Linked DNA regions of Ctenopharyngodon idella: region 2 is linked to region 1. Evidence: chromatin contacts called from public Hi-C data. All regions are on one chromosome and are shown on one strand. Each heading gives the region's core, a stretch centred on a gene start, on an enhancer-like site or on the middle of the called end of the contact. The rest is flanking DNA. Distances are from core to core; before and after follow the strand shown. Region 1 holds the start of LOC127522218 (syntaxin-10). Region 2 holds the start of zgc:162816.

Region 1 (3,665 bases), core at 826-3,325:
TTTCAGCTGTGATCACACTGGTTTCACTACATTAATGAGGACACAACAAATATGTCAGCAGGTTTATTTGACGGTTAGGGTTGAGGTTTAGCAAATGTCCATATGAAAATGATTGGTTTGATCCAGTGGTTTAATATGGACGACCCCATCCCTGAAATAATAAACCTGTTGGCATTATTATATTTAAGGCAAAACATGTTTTCAGCCTATTTATGAGTCTTTCAAATAGTCAAACCCATTTCAGGTGACCTCTAAAGTCAGTTTTCACCATGTCTCATTGCTCACAAATGTGGCCCTGACAACAACAACCAACCTTTACGCTTTTACAGGAGGTGAAGTGTGTGTGTGAAACAGGAAACAGAGTGTGGAGAGAGAGGAAGGCAGGAGACAGGAAGGAAAGGGTGACTGTATATGAGGTGGGGGAGGAAGTGAAGGAGAATAGTGTTACTAAAAGGAAAGGGAGGAGAGGGGACCAGACGTCAGGGATTTAACCCTATAGCTGGCATAAAAAGGCATACTTTAAATAGTTTAACACACCTTGCAAAAATTTATGTCACCCACCAACTTGTCTTTAGCCTAGCATATTTAATGCCCTGAGCCTCAAGCACAACTAGGCCAGTTACATAACCGAATTAATTATGAATCAGGTCAGGACTGCAACAAAGGTGTGCTAACAGCCCTGTTTTGGAAATGAGTGACAAACAATGCTAAAAATATGCCATTTCTACTTACTGAGAGAGTCACAGATGAGGTAATGCATCATGCAGCTGATTCAAAGAGGATCTGCTTTGTTTTCTCAATCAAGGTTATTTAAAGACATTATTGCATTAGTGCATTATTTCTCTGCAAAATTACACATTGTTGTTACATATTATCATTGTTAGGTTTTATTTTACATATAAGTCAGGAAAATGTGCTTTGGAAGCTTGTGCTTAAACATTAAGATGACTTAAACTTTTGATATTTTCTTTAACATAATAAAAATTGGGCCATTAGTCAGAGTTTGACTATAAGTATCCTATATATCAACATACATTCAATAAAGAATTTATATATTGCCTTTTTGGTCAGACACAGAGCTTTAGACACAGTGTGTGCTCTTTAGTCTAATTTTAATATAATATCTCATGAAATATAAAGCATGATTATCTGCTGGTTAATTAATGACTACTTAGAATGAATGCAATTTAATTATTTTATTTCATTTTTTTTCTCGACAGTTTTGTATAGCCAAATTATTATAACTGATGTCTTTCTTATGCAATAAATAAATAGGCTAAATAAAAAGCAACCATATTATTTAAAAAGACCATCTAATAACACTTTATTTGACAGTTTCCTGATGTAAGTACATGTACTTACCAGGGCAATAACAGTAATTTGCCCATAATTACACGAAACTAACCCTAAATTAAACCCAATGTAAGTACATGTTGTTATTTAATATTATTCAGTACTTATCATGTAATTACACTGTAACAAGGACACCTTAAAGGGTAAGTTCACCCAAAAATGAAAATTATGTCATTTATTACTCACCCTCATGTCGTTCTACACCCGTAAGACACAAATTAAGACATTTTTGATGAAATCCGATGGCTCAGTGAGGCCTCTATTGCCAGCAATGTCACTGAACCTCTCAAGATCCAGAAAGGTACTAAAGACATATTTAAAACAGTTAATGTGAGTTCAGTGGTTCAACCTTAATATTATAAAGCGACGAGAATAATTTTTGTGCACCAAAAAAAACAACAACAAAATAACAACTTTTCAACAATATCATCGGATTTTATCAAAAATATCTTAATTTGTGTTCCGAAGATGAACGAAGGTCTTACGGGTGTAGAACGACATGAGGGTGAATAATAAATTACATTATTTTCATTTTTGGGTGAACTAATCCTTTAAAATAGTGTAATCAGTTTTACGTGCTTACCATTTTTGATTAAATAAAGAGAATATCAAATGAAATGGTATATTTGTAATAAAAACATTCTAGTGGGCATCTGAATAATTTCAGTTAATGTTGGAACATGCTGTGGAATATGTTTGTTTTATATCTCAATAGTCATTGATACATACATAACGACCAGAGTAGCGCTAAGGGACTTTTATTTTGAAAACTTGTGCGTGCGTACACAATCCATCTTGCCGTTGACTTCACGTAGCTCCTAAACCAGAGGGGCTAATATGTCGATGGAAGATCCTTTTTTCGTGGTTAAAGGGTAAGAAAAGTTATCTTCCTCTTCCATGCCTTAATATCTGTCTTTCGTCTTTGTCTAAACGACGCGGGTTTGATATTGACAGGTTAAGTTAAGGGTTAGTGAAGCATCTTCTTCACTACCTGGAACCCCAGTTAATGTTAATATTATTAATGTTTCCATGTGACTTTACTAATAAACTGCCCTAATGAACAGAAATACAGATGTCTTTTTAGTTGCGTTTTAGTGATATGGAAGGTTAAATTAAGTCTAAAGAAGTCAGAGACATTTTATATTATGGCTTGTGTTGACTGGACTGTAAACACTGATTTATGTTGCATGTGTTTGTGTGTCTCTGCCATTCATTTAATGTACAGATACAAACCACAAATTAATCATACGTGCTCGTTGTTCAAGACATCACCCCAACATGACAGTAACTACCACTGGCATAGTACTTATGTAAAAGTTGTTTGCTACTGATAAACACCTTTCATTCCTTTCAAGTTGAAAGGTTTTGACAGTTTGCTCCTCTATCTGGCAGGGAGGTGCAGAAGGCCCTGTCCAAAGCACAGGGGCTGTTTGAGCGCTGGGAGGAGCTGCTACAGGAAGAAACCCCCGTCAGCCGTGATGAGCTGGACTGGAGCACCAATGAACTCCGAAACTGCCTCAGGGCCATCGACTGGGACCTAGAGGACCTGCATGAAACCATCAGTATCCTGCCATAAACCAAAGCCCCATGATGCCTTCAAATATCAGAATGACGATACCTTAAATACTGTGTTACTGACCTCAAACTTTTGGATGGTAATATATGTAAGCAGAACTTGTTATAATCCTTGACAGCATCAGGTATTGTGGAGGCAAACCCTGGAAAGTTCCGTTTAGGGGAACATGAACTCCAGGAGAGGCGGGACTTTGTGGAGCGAACACGGAATTCTGTGCAGGTGTCAATCACTGTCCTGTTCATATATATATATATATATATATGATTTAATTTTTTGGTGTAGTCTTATTGTTTTCATATGCATGAGTGTGTATCTGTGTGTAGCTGATGAAGGAGCAGCTCTCTAGTCCCTCAGCTGTGGCCCAAGCAGAGAAGAAAAACAAACAAGTGAGTGATTTATTCATTTATTCAATTAAAATAACTGTGAATGGATTCATATGGTCATGTTTGCTAGTGACAGTAGCACTGCGTTCATGTCTGACAGGCTCTGCTGGGGACCACAGCAAAGGATCGTTATGCCGGTCTGGAGCCTCACCTGGTGTCTGCAAACTCCAGATACATTCAGGAGCAACAGGAACAGCAGCAGGTAAAAGACAGGATGTCGAAACATTTCACTTTTTTGTTATCAGTGAAAGTATTCTTTTCTTATCCAGTATTATTTGAGAATATTCCAAAGAGCATCTTATAAGCTTCACAGAAAACAAGGAAATGTGACCTTTTAATGCCAAGTAGTTCAG
Region 2 (3,665 bases), core at 561-3,060, 200 kb after region 1:
TCAATCAAATTTAATATTTGAAATCACCAATGAAATCTCATAATTTTTGTTTCTAAACGCTCAAATCATGACAAAAAACTGTATTTTTCAGGCTGGATCAAGACTATGCGCATGTGCAGTCCTAAAGTGCGCGTCTCTTGTGTCTCATTTTGGAGGCGCGTGTCTGACTGTTTCTATAGGAACCGGAGCTTCTAACGGCCGCTGCAGTGACGCGATGATTTTACCAATCGGCGATTGGCTCTTATTTAGAAGGCGGGACTTATTCCGCCATATTGCGCATTGCACTTTCTCCCATTCAAAACAATACGAGTGACGCGTCTTCTTTGCTACTTGGTGGATCCAAAATGGTCAATATTTATATTCATGCGTTTTATTCATATTTCATGTTAATCATTTATGGCTTATGATTTATCAGTATTACTTTTGATTTCATATATTCATGCACTCCTTTATGGTTATTCTTCTTTTATCTTTAAGAGTATGTATGCTTGCTATATTCAATTGTTCTTCAAAGTGTTCCAATGTGACAGGTCATGTTGACACATTTGTGGTTAGATATTGGACACCTGCCAAGTACTGCAGAAGCAATGTTTTTGGAATTAGATGCTCATTTGAACTTGATGTACCTTTGTATCAAAATATGTCCGTTTCTATTTCTACAGACATGTGATAATGCAAGACCTGCAAAATTCCCTTAAGGGTGTCAAAACAACACCTTATCTATTTTCATCTATCTTTGACATTGGACCAGTCACTCTGACCTAGCCGTTACACCAACTATGACATAATGGATAAATCTGTTTGACCTTTTCTCATTAGACCAAAACATAAGTTTGAGTGGGATGTAAGTTTTCCTATGCTTTTGGTATAAAACAGACTGGGTCTTTGATAGTTTAGCTTTTTCTTTGCCCTTTTGCTTCTCGCATCTCTTCTGCATCTTCTGCTTCTTCTCTTCTGCCTCTCATTTCATTCTGCAAATGTCTTAATTTTGTTCCTTCTTTCTCTATATTATGATCTTCATCTGTTAGATACAATACTCTAGATTTTATTATTAACTATTAATTACTTAATTTGTTTGTCTCTATAATTTGTTTAACTAATAAATTTGTTATTCCTTATTCAAATTTGATCTCTGACATAATCATTGCTGGACTGCCTGGATCTCATTTTCTCAAATTTTTGCATCACTACTACTTGACGTTCTACTGAACAGCTGATTTGCCGTAGTCGATAATACGTGACAGTTTAGATAAGTAAATGTTATGTTTTATGGTTATGTGGCATTTTAATTGTATCTGTATGTAATTTAATGCCAAAAGCAACCATTCTCTTGCTTTTATTTAAATGTAATTAATTTTTTTTCTATGTCAAATGATTAACTGATCCGTTGAGCCGTCCTCTGTTGTTGCTTAGCTTACACATTTTTGTGTTCTTTAGCTACGGCAGTTGACAGTTTACTTCCGGTCGACGTTGCAGTTCCATCAGCAGCTGTTGAATGGCTGCTGAAAATTCAGCCTTTCCATCATAGGAACAAATTACATTTTAAAATATGTTAAAATAGAAAACTCTTATTTTAAATTATAAAATATATTTCACAATCTTAAATGCAGACTTGTTTCAAAAACATACTTCTGAAAAATTGTATATGCCTAATATACGACTGGAATGTGAAATCATATCATAGAAGCATTACCACAACAGCCAGAATTGTCTGAAAAGATTGGAGGTGGAGAATTCATGTAGCCTTCAACTTTGCGCCACAGAACTCTACTCTCTTGAAAGACAACAAGGGATAAAGTGAAAACAGGCCTAAAGGTCTTTCCGATACTCTGACGCGGCTCTGGTAATTGAGGATTTTATCCAAGTGGGAGAAGAGGGATTAGTGTTAATGACTACATGCCTTAATTAGCCATTTTATTAACTGACTTCGAAATAATCCACTTTAATGAGCAACAAAAAGTTCATCTGGGACATTGGATTAGACATTGTTCAGTGTTCTTACACATTCAGCCAAACCAGTGCTACAAATGTGGAGGTATTTTAAAGATCTATCACCTGCATCAAAAAGCATAAGATATATTGTTATCTTTTATAACGACTTATGCAACAAAGACAATACAAATTATTATAAATACACAAAAGTAAAAAATAAACATACAAAATAATCCTGGCCTGTTCATCTAACAGTCTACACAATATTAATAATATAATAATTCATATTTTGTGATAGATTTTAATAGTTTGAAGTAGGAAGTGTTTTTGGGACGAGGGCAAAGCAATAACATCTAGGCCTATACATTAAGTTAATTAAAAAAAAAAAAAAGTAGCAAAAATAAACGATAATGGAAAAAAGGCGTCGAAATGTGTTAGTTTTAATAAAAAAATCAACCATATGGACAATATTTTTCCCTTGGTCCAAGAAACAATATATTTTCCCTAAATCTCGTCAGGAACTTTTAGGTTGAAAATTGCAGTTTGTCATATCTTTGGTCGCTGTGTTGATTCTGGCTTCACACTCTCACACTCATTGATCAGAATTTGAGTCACGGTTTATGGTGAGTCAAAGAAAATCTGAGATTTAAAGTTTATTATCAGTTTAACATCACTTTTTGACACGTGCAACTTTGATAAATCAATCTCTTGTTTACGCGATTTTTATTTATTTATTTATTTACAACTGTAATTAAATGCTTTAAGGAGTTGAGATTATATGATTTCAAAATTGTTACCTTTATGTTATCTGCACTATCCTGCATCTTGTTACAGCTCTGCAGGTTTCCATTTCCATTAAATGTGTTATGGTATCTTATTTGTTTTAGTTTTTGGATAATGGCCAGTGTTGAATTCATCAAAGACCTTTGTACTCCAGCGCTGGTTATTGACCTGGATAAAGTGAAAAGAAATGCTGAAGGCATGCGGGAGCGCTTCCAGAAGCTAGGGGTCCAGCTCCGTCCTCACATGAAAACACACAAAACACTGTAAGATTCTCCTGTCAACAACACCAGCCTCAACGCTCAAACATCTTGCTTGCAAAATAATATGAACTATAATTCACTGGTTACTAGTAATTTTGTTTCTAGTATTTAGACACTTAAAGGGATAGTTCACCCAAAAATGAAAATTCTGTCATCATTTACTCACTCTCATGTCATTCCAAACCTGTATGAATTTCTTTCTTCTGCTGAACACAAAAGAAGATATTGTGAAGAATGTTGGTAACCAAACAGTTAATGGTCCCCATTGACTTCCATGGTGTTTGTTTTCCCCAATGAATCATTAACTGTTTGGTTACCGACATTCTTCATAATATCTTGTGTTCAGCAGGAGAAAGAAACACATACATGTTTGGAACAACTTGAGAGTGAGAAAATATGACTGAATTTTCATTTTGTGGTGAACTATCCCTTTAAAGGCACTTAAAACATTTCAGTATCTTTTATTACATAACAAAATATCAAACCAAATGGCATTTATTTGAAAAAAAAAAATAGTACACTTTTCTCAAATAAAAGTTTTAAATGATTAAACAATAGATGCACTATTAAAAATGAAAACAAAATATTTGAACAAATGAACATTTTACCTCAAAATAAAAATTCTGATGTCATCATTAACTATTAAAACAACTTTTTATCACTTTTTTATTAAGGTACCATTTGTTAACA

What was found. Hi-C and Micro-C count contacts between places; a contact is called where the count stands out from the background.
Region 2: a contact with region 1 is called in a Hi-C map of muscle, with 5 times the contacts expected there. The contact joins the promoter of zgc:162816 here to the promoter of LOC127522218 in region 1. A contact is called at or near these places in 2 of 2 Hi-C or Micro-C datasets (both in muscle).

What each region holds. Positions count from the first base shown.
Region 1 is chr11:23,901,356-23,905,020 of HZGC01, forward strand. LOC127522218 (syntaxin-10) reads left to right here and starts at 2,076. Exons shown (of 8, transcript XM_051911912.1): 1 at 2,076-2,225; 2 at 2,746-2,915; 3 at 3,054-3,148; 4 at 3,253-3,315; 5 at 3,413-3,514. The coding sequence starts at 2,191.
Region 2 is chr11:24,105,872-24,109,536 of HZGC01, forward strand. zgc:162816 reads left to right here and starts at 1,811. Exons shown (of 6, transcript XM_051912786.1): 1 at 1,811-2,555; 2 at 2,820-2,978. The coding sequence starts at 2,830.